Linked DNA regions of Ovis aries: region 1 is linked to region 2. Evidence: chromatin contacts called from public Hi-C data. All regions are on one chromosome and are shown on one strand. The core of a region is the stretch at or near the end of the contact, and the rest is flanking DNA. Distances in the headings are between cores, read along the strand shown. Region 1 has its middle 98 kb from the start of HSF2BP. Region 2 holds the start of SIK1 (salt inducible kinase 1).

Region 1 (5,636 bases), core at 1,631-4,130, 98 kb before region 2:
AAGCCCAGAGAGGCTGCGCTGCCTGCCCACGTGGTCCAGCCACGGTTCAAGCCTGCCTCCCTCTTCAGTAGCCCTTAATCACAGTGCAGTCACTTCCCCTCCCAGGGTGTGTGTCCACCCTTGTCTGGTCACTTGTGCTCCAGATCAGAGTCTTGTCCTGCTCTCCGGCCTTCACAGTTCTGGCAACCAGCATTTTTGGTCCCTCTGGCATCCTGTTTGGCCACCATGCTCTGGGTGCCACCAGCAGGCCCACAGGGTGGTTGAGGGAGGGAAAGAAGGGAGGCAGGGGACAGTGGCCAGACGCCCACCAGTCACCCCTCTGCCCACCCCCAGGTGATGTTCAGACAGCACATGCTGGCCTGCCACAGGCTCCTATGGCTGCCTGATCACATGGTACCGTTTAGAAAGATAGGGAGAGATGCAGATGAATCATCAGTATTAAAAGTGTTGATTTTTAAAAGATTCTATTCAGTGTTTGCAGGTCGATTTGCAGGATTAACGTTCTTGTCTTTAACATTCTTTGAGATCCATAGAGCTAAAGGCAGGGGAGGCCAGGAGCAGACAGAACCTCCTACCTGCTCTCGGCCAGAAAGCCAGCTCCAGATGCCCCAAGACAAGATCATTAGCTACCTGCCTCCTGCCCTAGGGACAAGGCCGCAGGCCCAGGGAGAGGTGACCCCTGGCAGGAAGCACTGGTGCTTTTTCTTTTTGTTCTTTAATCAAATGCCAACAGAGGAGAAATAAAGAGCAGCTGACGCTTGGAAGATCACATAAGGGTCAGGGAGCAAGCCCCTTGGGCTGGCACAAAATACATGACAAGCGCATTTTTTGTGGCCCTGGAGCTCACCTGTTCAGCAGCAATGCTGTTTTTCGAGGTGACCCATCACCCTGACATTCTTACATAAACAACACATCCCAAACCTGCTGCCTTTGGGCATGGTACCTGGCACATTAACTCTTCTTGATGGATCAAGACCCTCTCCAGCCAGGGAGCAAGTTTGGAATCTTGGTTCTACACTTGCCACGTGGGCCCAGAACTGTGGGCTTCTCCCTTCAGGCCCCCTGGTCTGCAGGAAGGTGCCCTGGGGAGCAGCAGAGCCCCTGCCTGCACTGCCGACATCCAGGCCGCGCCTGACGCCCCTGCACTGCGCCCCCCCAACTGGCTGGGCCAGCAGCCTCTGCTTTTCTGCCATCTTGGTTCTCACCCGGCTCCCCAGGAGGGGAGAAATAGCTAGCCCTTTGAAGGCCTCTGTGGCGAGGCCTGGGCTGCAGATGTCCTCTTGCCCTGGACCTTATCCTCCTCTGGGGCACAGGTGCACTGAATGGTGGGGTGCTGCAGCTGAAGCTGTGATGCCCGATTTTCTGTGGCCTCTACTCTTGCTGCCGAGCTGCTTTGCTCCCCCGGCCCGCTCCCCCGACGTGCATACCAGTGTGGAGTCTCCTCTCACCCCTGCCCCCCCGGCACTTCCTGCCTGGACCACATGTGGACACAGGTCAAGTTCAGTAATGATGTCCCTGGCGTGACCATGAGTGGTTGCAGCCACAGTTCTTGTCTGGGAGTGTGTGTCTGTGTGCGTGTGGATCCAGGTGTGCGATCTATACATGTGTCTGCACACGTGCATGTGTGTATCTGTGTGGGGTTTGTCATTCCTCTCTGCGATGATGAGCAGGTGGCCTGGCCCTGACTACCCTGTTATACCTGGTCTCCAAGCCCATGAAATCTGGCAGGAATTTGGCCACAAATTAAGAAAACCCAAGCCTCAAGGTGTAGATTTCTTTCCAGGAGTGGAAGGGATGCATGTAAAAGGGTGAAAATCCAGAAGCAGCAGTGTCCTTGGAGATTGTCCTCCAGGGAATGGCCTCAGCCTCAAGTCAGTGGCACAGACTGGTTAGGGACTGCTCACGGGGCTGACCATCACCCGTGTTTTGTCTGCATGGGCCTGTCACTGAGGGATTGTTGTTAGTTTCTGTCTGACGTTGCAGTCAGGAGCTTCCAGCGCAGAGCCCAGGAAACTCATCGTGAGCCAGGGCCTCCACCGAAGGGGCTGGACTAGGGTTCAGGTTGGACACTTGTTCTCCTGCCCCCTTGCTCTGTGTCCCCAGGGTGGGTGGGGCCTAGGGTTTGTGTGTGTGTATGGGAGGGCTGTGGCTGCAGGTCTCCGGGCAAGTGAAGACCACCTGTGTCTCTGGGGCTGTATACCTGGTTCACTGTTTCTGGCTGTGGACCAAGTGTACTGTGCTCTGACCCTGGGCCAGGCTTCAGGGGGTGGCGATGGTGACAGATGACAGGCCCCTGAGCCTGCAGGTCAGAAACTCTGCGGTCAGGTGTGCACTTCCCCTTGAACCCAGCAGGGCGATCAGTATGCAGGGCTGGAGGGCAGCCTGAGGCAGAAGCCCGTCTACTCCTTGCTCTGCTCCCCTCAGTCCTGAGACCTCAAGCCCCTTCTTAATCTGGTCTTCCCACCTGTGCTGGAAAAATCCCGCTCCTGGAAGTTGCCCGGAGAAAAGCCCTGACGTGTTGTCAGGTAGTGGGAGTGACAGGGAAATGAGCAGACCAGGTCCCGCCGCTGGAGGCGGAGACGCACGCTCTGGGGCGAGGGTCTGCCTTGAGGCCCAGCTGCCTGCCCGCCGGCCCCTCCTGCCTGGGGTCGGATGCCGCCTTCACCCTACTGAGTGCTGGCGTCACAGCTTGAGAGACTCAGCGCCCAGGAACACAGGGCCCCTGAGGCTGTGGCCACGCAGGGAGCGCTGGCCGGGCTCTGGCAGGTGGAGCGCCTTCCTGTTTATCCCGCAATTAGTCACAGCAACTGTGACCAGGACGCGCCGTCTCGGCCTGTTGATCCCCGGGGCCCTGCCTTGGGCTTGCACAATCGGCTCTTGAGGGCAGGATAGCTTCTGCTTTCCCCGGAACCTGCCACCCTTGCCCCACTGGGCACGCACTTCCTCTTCCAAGCCCTCCCGGAACATTTTGGCCCGGGACACGCTCTGCCCTGTTTGGGAGGGGCAGCCTTCATCGCGGCGGACAGAGCCACTGCTCCCATGTCGCCGGCCAGAGGGGCTGGGCTTGGGGGGCTGGGGGGCAGCCTGAGCCCCTGGCAGGTGAAGGGACTCGCCCCGCTCCGGGTTCCTGGGGCTTGACAAGTGTGCTCAACAGGAAGGCAAACGTTCCATTGGGTTCTGCTCTTTTGTGAGGGCGTGGAGTCCCATGAGGCCGTGGAGTCCCATGAGGCCATGGAATCCCCTGAGGCCGTGGCTCTGAAAGAGAGCTGGATGATGCCCTCGGGTGGTTCACATGGCTCTCGCCCACAGCAGCCAGGCTCCCAGTGGGTGGCCAGCCCTCCTAGGGCCCAGACGCAGACAAGAGGGGAGAGGGGGACTGGGGTTGGGGGAAGTGTGTGTGGGAGGAGAGCGTGCCTCCCACAGGACTCTGCTTCCGACTCCACCCCCTGGTCTCCGCCCACTAGGCCAGGGAAGTACAAACGTGACCTCAGGTGACAGTTTTTCATTCTTAGAAAATCACTCAAATGGGGCCATTTATCAGAAAGGGGCTTTTTCACACGGTCCATGGGGTTTTCCATGGGGATTGAAAGCAAAAGGAGAAGGGGGTGGCAGAGGATGAAATGGTTGGATGGCATCACCGACTCAATGGGCATGAACTTAAGCAAGCTCTGGGAGATGGTGAAGGACAGGGAAGCCTGGTGTGCTGCAGGCCATGGGTTCGCAGAGAGTTGGACAGGACTGTGACAGCAGAAAGGGGTGGGGCCCTGGAGCCAAGCTGCCGCTTCGGGTCGCATCCAAGTCAGCTTTCACTTTTGCATTTGGAACGTGTGTGTTTTTTGGTCTAGTTTTCATTTCTCCCCAGTGCATTTTGTCTGGGCTCCTGCTGCAGCCTGTCTGCATTTCTCTAGAACGCCCCAAGCACACGAGCGGTCAGAGGCAGCCGATGCTGCCTGCAGGGCGAGCCTGCCATCAGGCAGTGACCCCGAGGACACTGGACAGACGCCCTGACCCCACAGCCTGACCAGCAGGGTGGCCCACCCACGCCCCTGCCACGTTGCTGGCTGCCGGCCTGTGCCCAGCCATGTGGAGAGTCTTGTCTGAGATTCACTTGACTCCTCACCGCTGCCCAGCCTCAGAGGCCCACCCGTCCGATGTCTCTGCTGTCGGCCCTGTCTCCCAATCGAACAGACTCCTGGGGGTCTGGCGATTTCCAGCTTGGCATCCGAGCTTCTCAGAGCAGGGATTTCCTCCGCGTTGCCCTGAGCAGCTCTGTCTGTCGTGGGGTGAGGCTCTGAGCCTTGGGCCCCGGCTCATCTTCACTCCCTCCACTGCTGTCCACAGGTGTGGCTGGCAGTGCCCCCTTGCCTGGCCCTTCACCCTCTCCCAAGGCTCCTTGACAGGCCCCTGGGGCTTCCTGGCCAGCACTTAAGGGTCGAGTGCGCCCTGCCTGCTGCCAGCCTGGGTGGTTGACAGTGCTGGGTTGCGTTCTCCCCAGCTCCTTGGGGGCCCTAGAGCTTTAGTCGCTGCTATGGTCTGAATGTTTGGGTCCCCCTGAATTCACATGTTGACCCCCAAAATAATGGCATCAGGAGGTGGGACCTTTGCCTTGTGACGGGACAGTGTCCTTGGAGAGAGAGATGACCTCTTTCTCCCGGGTGAGAACACAGCAAGAAGGAAGCGGCCATTTCTGGGCCAGGACAAGGTCCTCACCAGACCCCACATCTCGGATGTACAGCGTCCCAGGCTATGAGGAGTGAGTGTCATGTGGGCCGCCCGCCATGGGAACCAGTCACAGCAGCTGGTAGAGATGACCCACGGGGACCCCCGGTGTGGCTGCTGCCCTCTGGTCCCCGGCCCCCCTCCTCAGCCTTCTTCAGAAACATCCCAGGTGTGCTCGTGAGCCCTGTTTGTCCTGGGGCAGAGGGAGTCCAGGAGACGCCCTTGTCCTGCCCGCTGGGGCTGGAGTGTGCCTGAACCCTTGAGCGCTCACACTTGGAGTGAGGGGCGGCAGGAGATGCACAGATAGGCAGGCCATCTGAGACCTGATCTCGGCATCCCCTCCTCCCCGGGGACTCCCCCAAAACTCTGGGCATCCTCTACACCAGGCCTCTGCTCTGGCCCTGGGCTAACCGTGCTGCCCTGCTGGTCAGACCCAGGCAGACGCACTCCCTGAGCTCAGCACATCCCCCGCCGCGTCTGGGCCCTGGCCGCCTCCCCCAGACCTTCCAGGCAATGACTAAACTGTCAGTTATTCTTTCACAGGCAAGGAAACAGGTTTTGGGAGGTTAGATGTTGCATCCAAGGTCATGTTTCTAGGAAGAGTGGGTGGGACTTGAATCGGGCAGTTAGATGGTAGAGCCTTGGTGTATGCGATCGGAGGAACTAGGGGTCAGAAGGAACACAGGTTCTGCAGGGTGCTCAAGGCTCTGCCAAGAGCTCGGAGGACGGGGTGCCTCTTGGAGGGACGTGAGTGTCCCCAGGCCTGGATGGCCTTCAGGGCCAGCTTGGCCTCTCAGCTCGTGTGTCTCGACTTCCCACCAGGGTGTCTCCTTGGGTCCCTGTGTCTGGCAAATGGTGCTGCATTCAAGTGAGGGCCACTTATCCTGGAAGGATGGTTCTGGGGGGAGCCCATCCCG
Region 2 (5,570 bases), core at 1,950-4,449:
CGACTGTCTGCAACCCCATGAATCGCAGCACGCCAGGTCTCCCTGTCCATCACCAACTCCCAGAGTTCACTCAGACTCACGTCCATCGAGTCAGTGATGCCATCCAGCCATCTCATCCTCTGTCGTCCCCTTCTCCTCCTGCCCCCAATCCCTCCCAGCATCAGAGTCTTTTCCAATGAGTCAACTCTTCGCATGAGGTGGCCAAAGTAAGAAACTCCAAATGGAAAAGAAATCTGTTTCCCCTGACTCTGCGACGACGTATCTACATCTCTTATCTATACCTGTATCTATGTCTATGCTTGTATTATCTATGTCTATCTATATGCAGGCATAGATACGGACATCTTGAGCTCCTCTCTTCCCAGGAGAATGAGATGCAGAGAGAAGACACCAGGGACGTGCAGACACTCACCTGCTGTCCCTCGTTCTGTCATGCAAGAGCATTCCTCGGGCTCGTCCCAGTGACATCCAGCGCACAAATGGCTCCTCTGCCTTCTCACCTACCCAGGCCCAGATCTGGCCAGAGTCTTTGGAAAGGTCACCGACATTAGCAAACACCTGGCTGTCGGGAAGCACTTTTGTCTGCACCGAAAGGAAACTGCAGCCAAAAGAGCTGAAAGCTGCTTCCCCAGAGAAGGTCCCTGGGCCCAGGCTCACCCGACCCCGCCCCTAGCCCTTCCTGAGGGTCCCACCATCTGACAGCCCAACATGGGGTGGCTATCCCTCAGCCCCCTGGGCAGCAAGCCTGCTCTCTGGACAATGCAGGCAGAGAAAGGTTGAGATCCTCCCGGCACCCTCTGCATCCAAGATCTAGAGCAGGGTGCCGGACCCCCGAGAAGGAGAGGAAACTACTTTGTAAATAACTCATGGTTGTAAACTACTCAGCTGGGAGGAAGAATATTCCTCCGAATTCTCTATGGATAAACCTGGGACGAGGGCATTTTGAAAGACTAAGGAAAACGCTGAGACTATTAATGGCCTTGAAAGGCCTTTCAAGACAAACTAAAGCCACAAACTGTGCCCAGGCAGAGGGGTGATGGCACATGTTAGCCCCAGCCTGTGATTGGGCACCAGAGAAGCACATCCGATTCCATGAGACACCCTCACCGGGTAGCTGGCCGGCACCGAAACCTCCTCAAAGGGCGTCCAAGCTCTGTATCCATTTCGCTTACCTCTTGCTCCCCACCCTCTCCTCTGAAGTCATACTTGAACACAAGGAAAATGATTGCAGGTTGGGTGCTATGCTGAGTCGCTCAGTCGTGTCCGACTCTTTGTGACTCCGTGGACTGTAGCCTGCCAGGCTCCTCTGTCCATAGGATCTCCCAGGCAAGAATACTGGAGTGGGTGGCCACGCCCTTCTCCAGGGGATCTTCCTGACCCAGGGATTGAACCCAGGTCTCCTGCATTGCAGGCAGAGTCTTCTGCCTTCCTAATATTTAATAAATAGTGTTTGCCCTATGCTGTGTCTTCCCTTAGTGTCTCCTCCGCAGAGGTGTAAAGGCACGTGCATTGAGCAGTGACGCCAACGGAAATTGTCACCTGCTGCCATTTTCATGCTCTGTCCCTCCTGCCTTGACCTCTGTCCTGAGGGCACAGGTCCCTGCCCGCTCCCCCACTGAAACTCAAGGAGACAGCATGGTGGACCTGGCAGCAGACAAAAGTAACCAAGGCCAAGGGACCTGCGGTGTCCAGCCTCGCCAGGGATGAAGTCCTTGCTCACTGTTGACCCTCCTGTAGGCCCCGTTGGAGGGGCTGTTCCTCCCACCCACACCCCTGCCCCCAAGGTACAGGGCCCTTTTGTCATCTGCATACAAAGCACCTGGTCTGAGTCAAAAGAAAGTGAAGTGTTACTCACTCCATCACGTCTGACTCTTCAGGACTCCATGCACTGCAGCCCGCCAGGCCCCTCTGTCCATGGAATTCTCCAGGCAAGAATACTAGAGTGGTTGCCATTCCCTTCTCCAGGGGGTCTTCCCTACCCAGGGATCAAACCCAGGTCTCCTGCATTGCAGGTGGATTCTTTACCATCTGAGCCACCAGGGAAACTGGCCTTATTTAAGGTGCTGCTAACTGGATTTCTCAATACCCTGGTCCTTCAGGAGTGGGGTCCATTCCCACCTAGACCCCAGGTCAGCCCAGAAATCAACTCACTGGGTGTTCCTCTTCTCTCCAGCCTGCTAGGTTTCTTCAGCCTAGCAAAGGGCTGCCTCCAGTCATCAGCTGGCTTCTGACCTCAGATGGAGGCGAATGGGCCCGGTGGGCTGAACCACTCCCCTGGGGGCTCACCGCACTCTGGCAGCCCTCAGGCCCCTGGTGTAGGTTACAGAGATGCTGGCCGGTTTCCAGTGTTGACATTTCAGTACAGAGCAAGAGCAGTCGAAGTGGGACGCCCATGTCTTCCATGTCCGTACCTGCCACGCTCAGAAGGGTCCCTGGTGGGTGGCGGCTCCTCCCTGGAGCCGGGTGACCAATTTGGGGGGTGAGACCTGGCCTGCTGTTAACCTGCACCTGGTATGGCCACATTCTGCGCGTCTGTGAGGTTTCCCGGGCCCCACCTGGTAGGGTGGCTCCAAGGCCGATCACTTCCGAAAGAAACTGGGGGACACATGAAACCCACACCCCGATAATGGGGACCCGGGAGTAGGGGTCTGCAGAGGACGCAGCCGCAACCGTGCTAAATTTAAGGAGTTTCAGAACAGCGCTAGAACCAAGCCTGCTGGGAGGAGGCGAGAAGAGGGGGACCAGCGCGAAGGCGGCTGTGTGCCCGTATGAGGAAGGGCAGTCTCTCCTCGGGGACGAAACGGTTAAGCCTCCCGCAGCGCCCTAGGCATCCGGTAGGGGTCGCGCGCCGGCGGGAGCGCCCGCGCTCGCGGGCGGGCCTCAGGCTGCCGGGGCCCCTGACGTCACCGACCCACGGTCGCCATGGCGACGGCCTCATCAGCGCGCGCGTCAGAGCCGCCAGTCTCTTGGCAACCGCCCGATCTCCCGCTCTCCCTCCGCCTGGCTCTCGGCCGCGCGTCGCTCTGGCGTCAAAAGGACGTCAATAGGGATGTATCAATCCGGCGGCGGCGGCGTGGGCGGGGCCGCCGTGGGCGGGGTCGGCGGCGTGGGGGCGTGACGGGGCGGGCCCGGGAGGCAGGGGCGGGCCCGGGGGCGGGGCGGACGGCGCGTGCGGCTGGAGAGCGCGGCTCCAGGCTCAGAGCTGACATGCGGCGCGGCCCGGGCGGCAGGCGGCGGAGCAGCTGGCGGCCGGGCAGAGCGAACGGCCGAGCGGGCGGCGGGGGCCCCGGGGCGAGCGGCGTCCCAGCCTCGGCGCTCCGAGGGCGGCGGAGGTGAGGCGCGGCCCGGTGGGCCGGTGGCCGCCGCCGGGCTCGGGGCTGCGGGCTCGGCGGCCCCGCAGGTGCGCGCGCGGGGTTTTCGGGCCGGGGCGCCGCCGCCGGCTTCCCCTTTGTTGTGCGGCAGACAGCGGGGGCCATGGGAGCGAGGGTCCAGGGTTCAGGACGGAGTCGGGCGCGGGCGGCGGTCCACGCGCCCCGCGGGGCTTGGGACCCGGAGCCCAAGCGGATCCGACTGCGGGCGGCGGGCATAGGAGCAGGGCGCACGGCTCCCGGATCGGGGCTCGCGGTGGAGCAAGTCGCCGGCGGGGGCGGTGGCCGCAGGTCCGCGCGTCCGGGGGTCGGGTCTGCAGCCGCCGAGCTGAGCGCGCCCCCCGCCCGCAGGTGCGGCCCGGAACCATGGTGATCATGGCCGAGTTGAGCGCGGCCCCCGCGGGCTCGGGCCAGGGCCAGCAGAAGCCTCTCCGGGTGGGCTTCTACGACATCGAGCGGACCCTCGGCAAGGGCAATTTCGCGGTGGTGAAGCTGGCCCGGCATCGAGTCACCAAAACGCAGGTGCGTGGGGGGGGGGGGGCGCGCGGAACCCCGGGGTGGACCCTCCGCGGCTGGATACCCCCTTTCCCTGGAGCCCGGGAAGCTGGTGAAATCCCTGCTTGTGGGGTCCATCGTCCCAAGGTCGAAACGTTGATAGTTTTTATCAGTTTGGTAAAGAAGAAAATGCGATATGTTATGATTATGCGTAATTTGTACAAATACTGGGGAGTAGCAAAGAGGATAATGACCAAATACCCAGGAGTACAGCTGGAGCCTGTAAAACGAGTCTGCAGAGACTTAAGACATTTATTAAACTTTGACTTTTTGGGCTACTTTTGTTATTTTCCTCCCTAAGTTTTTGTGACCTTTGGGGACATGAAGTGTTTTAGAAATTAACCTGCAAAAAACGAAGTGTGTAAATTAGCTTAAGGCAGAGAGTTTTATTTCAGCAAATATCCTTTATTAATGATTTGTAGGTTGCAATAAAAATAATCGACAAAGCACGATTAGATTCAAGCAATTTGGAGAAAATCTATCGAGAGGTTCAGATCATGAAGCTTCTGAATCATCCTCACATTATAAAGCTCTATCAGGTAAGGATTCAAGTGTGTGTCCCACTGTTACTTCTGGCAAGTGTATCATTTTTTAATTTTCAACAACTTAAGTCTACAGTTTCTGAAGGTTGTGTCACTGGGTGGGAGTCAGGGAGTTGATTGTAGAAGGTAAAGAGATTGATTTTTGTGAGCTGTGCACTTATTTTTTCTTGCTTTTGGATCATAATCCAGATTTGCTTCATTAAAGTTTTATTTGATATTGTTACTTGCTCCAGTTTTGGATGCGGAGGTCAATTGTTAAATTTATTATGAAAACAAACAAACAAAACACACGGATTTCTGTATTGCTGAGAGTCAGCCATTTAGTGTGAAAGGACAAATTTGAGTCTAGACACTTCCACCTCGGCAGATTTTTATTAAACGTTAAGACTAGCTGCTCTTACCAGTTTTTGTAAACTTACCTTTGCCAAGGCAGCAGTGAGCATTTGTCTCTTCTGCTTCAACCCTCCCATCAGACATGGAGACATAACACACCTGTGCCCAGGTGAGAGCAGGGGACCTGACATCTAATCCACATCAAGGACGCGCCTCACCCTGGCCGCCTGTTGGTTTGCTTTGTGACTTTATTTTTGTTCTCCTGTTAAGACTAATAAATTGTACCTTTGGAAATGAGGTGCTGATTTAAGTAGGACAGCAGAGCAATCTCTTTCTTAGCCAGCCACTTCCGTAGAATGAACTTAGATCCACTTCAGAAGGATGTGTTCTTTGCATTCACCCAGTTGTGGTGGGTAAGTTCCTTTTGAGGAGTCTCATGAAACCCTGTGGATCCGTGATGAATAGAGAGTGTGTGTGTGTGTGTGGGGGGGGGGGCGGTGTGTGCCGTTTGCAAGGCGGGGTGGAGAGAGGACTGTGATTGAAGTGACCCTGGGGAAGGCTGCTGCCCTCGGTTACAGTGAAGGATGAGGGAGTCACAGGGCTCGTGTTCCCCTAGTGACAGTTTACTCGGTGGCGTTAAGTGCACAGCCCACGTCATGTGCGCCCCGGTTCATGTTTTGTTTCTGTTGTCGTTTTTGCGTCGTGAGGCCAAGATAAGATGCTTCCTCCACGGCCACTGATGTCAGTGCCTGAGCAATGTGCCCGCCCCGTT

Evidence for each region. Hi-C and Micro-C count contacts between places; a contact is called where the count stands out from the background.
Region 1: a contact with region 2 is called in a Hi-C map of muscle, with 4 times the contacts expected there. The contact joins the enhancer-like site here to the promoter of SIK1 in region 2. A contact is called at or near these places in 5 of 16 Hi-C or Micro-C datasets (liver, muscle, omental adipose tissue and 2 more).

What each region holds. Positions count from the first base shown.
Region 1 is chr1:264,304,830-264,310,465 of ARS-UI_Ramb_v3.0, reverse strand. No RefSeq gene overlaps it. Among named protein-coding and RNA genes, the nearest start is that of HSF2BP, 98 kb to the left of the region's middle. Within about 2 kb of position 2,880, at least 36 of the 54 cell types and tissues checked have an H3K27ac peak or open chromatin away from gene starts, as enhancers often do. A contact at or near this core is called in liver, muscle and tail adipose tissue, where this site is marked.
Region 2 is chr1:264,206,722-264,212,291 of ARS-UI_Ramb_v3.0, reverse strand. It overlaps SIK1 (salt inducible kinase 1), which reads left to right and starts at 3,199. Exons shown (of 13, transcript XM_042237598.1): 1 at 3,199-3,332; 2 at 3,720-3,890; 3 at 4,346-4,462. The coding sequence starts at 3,735.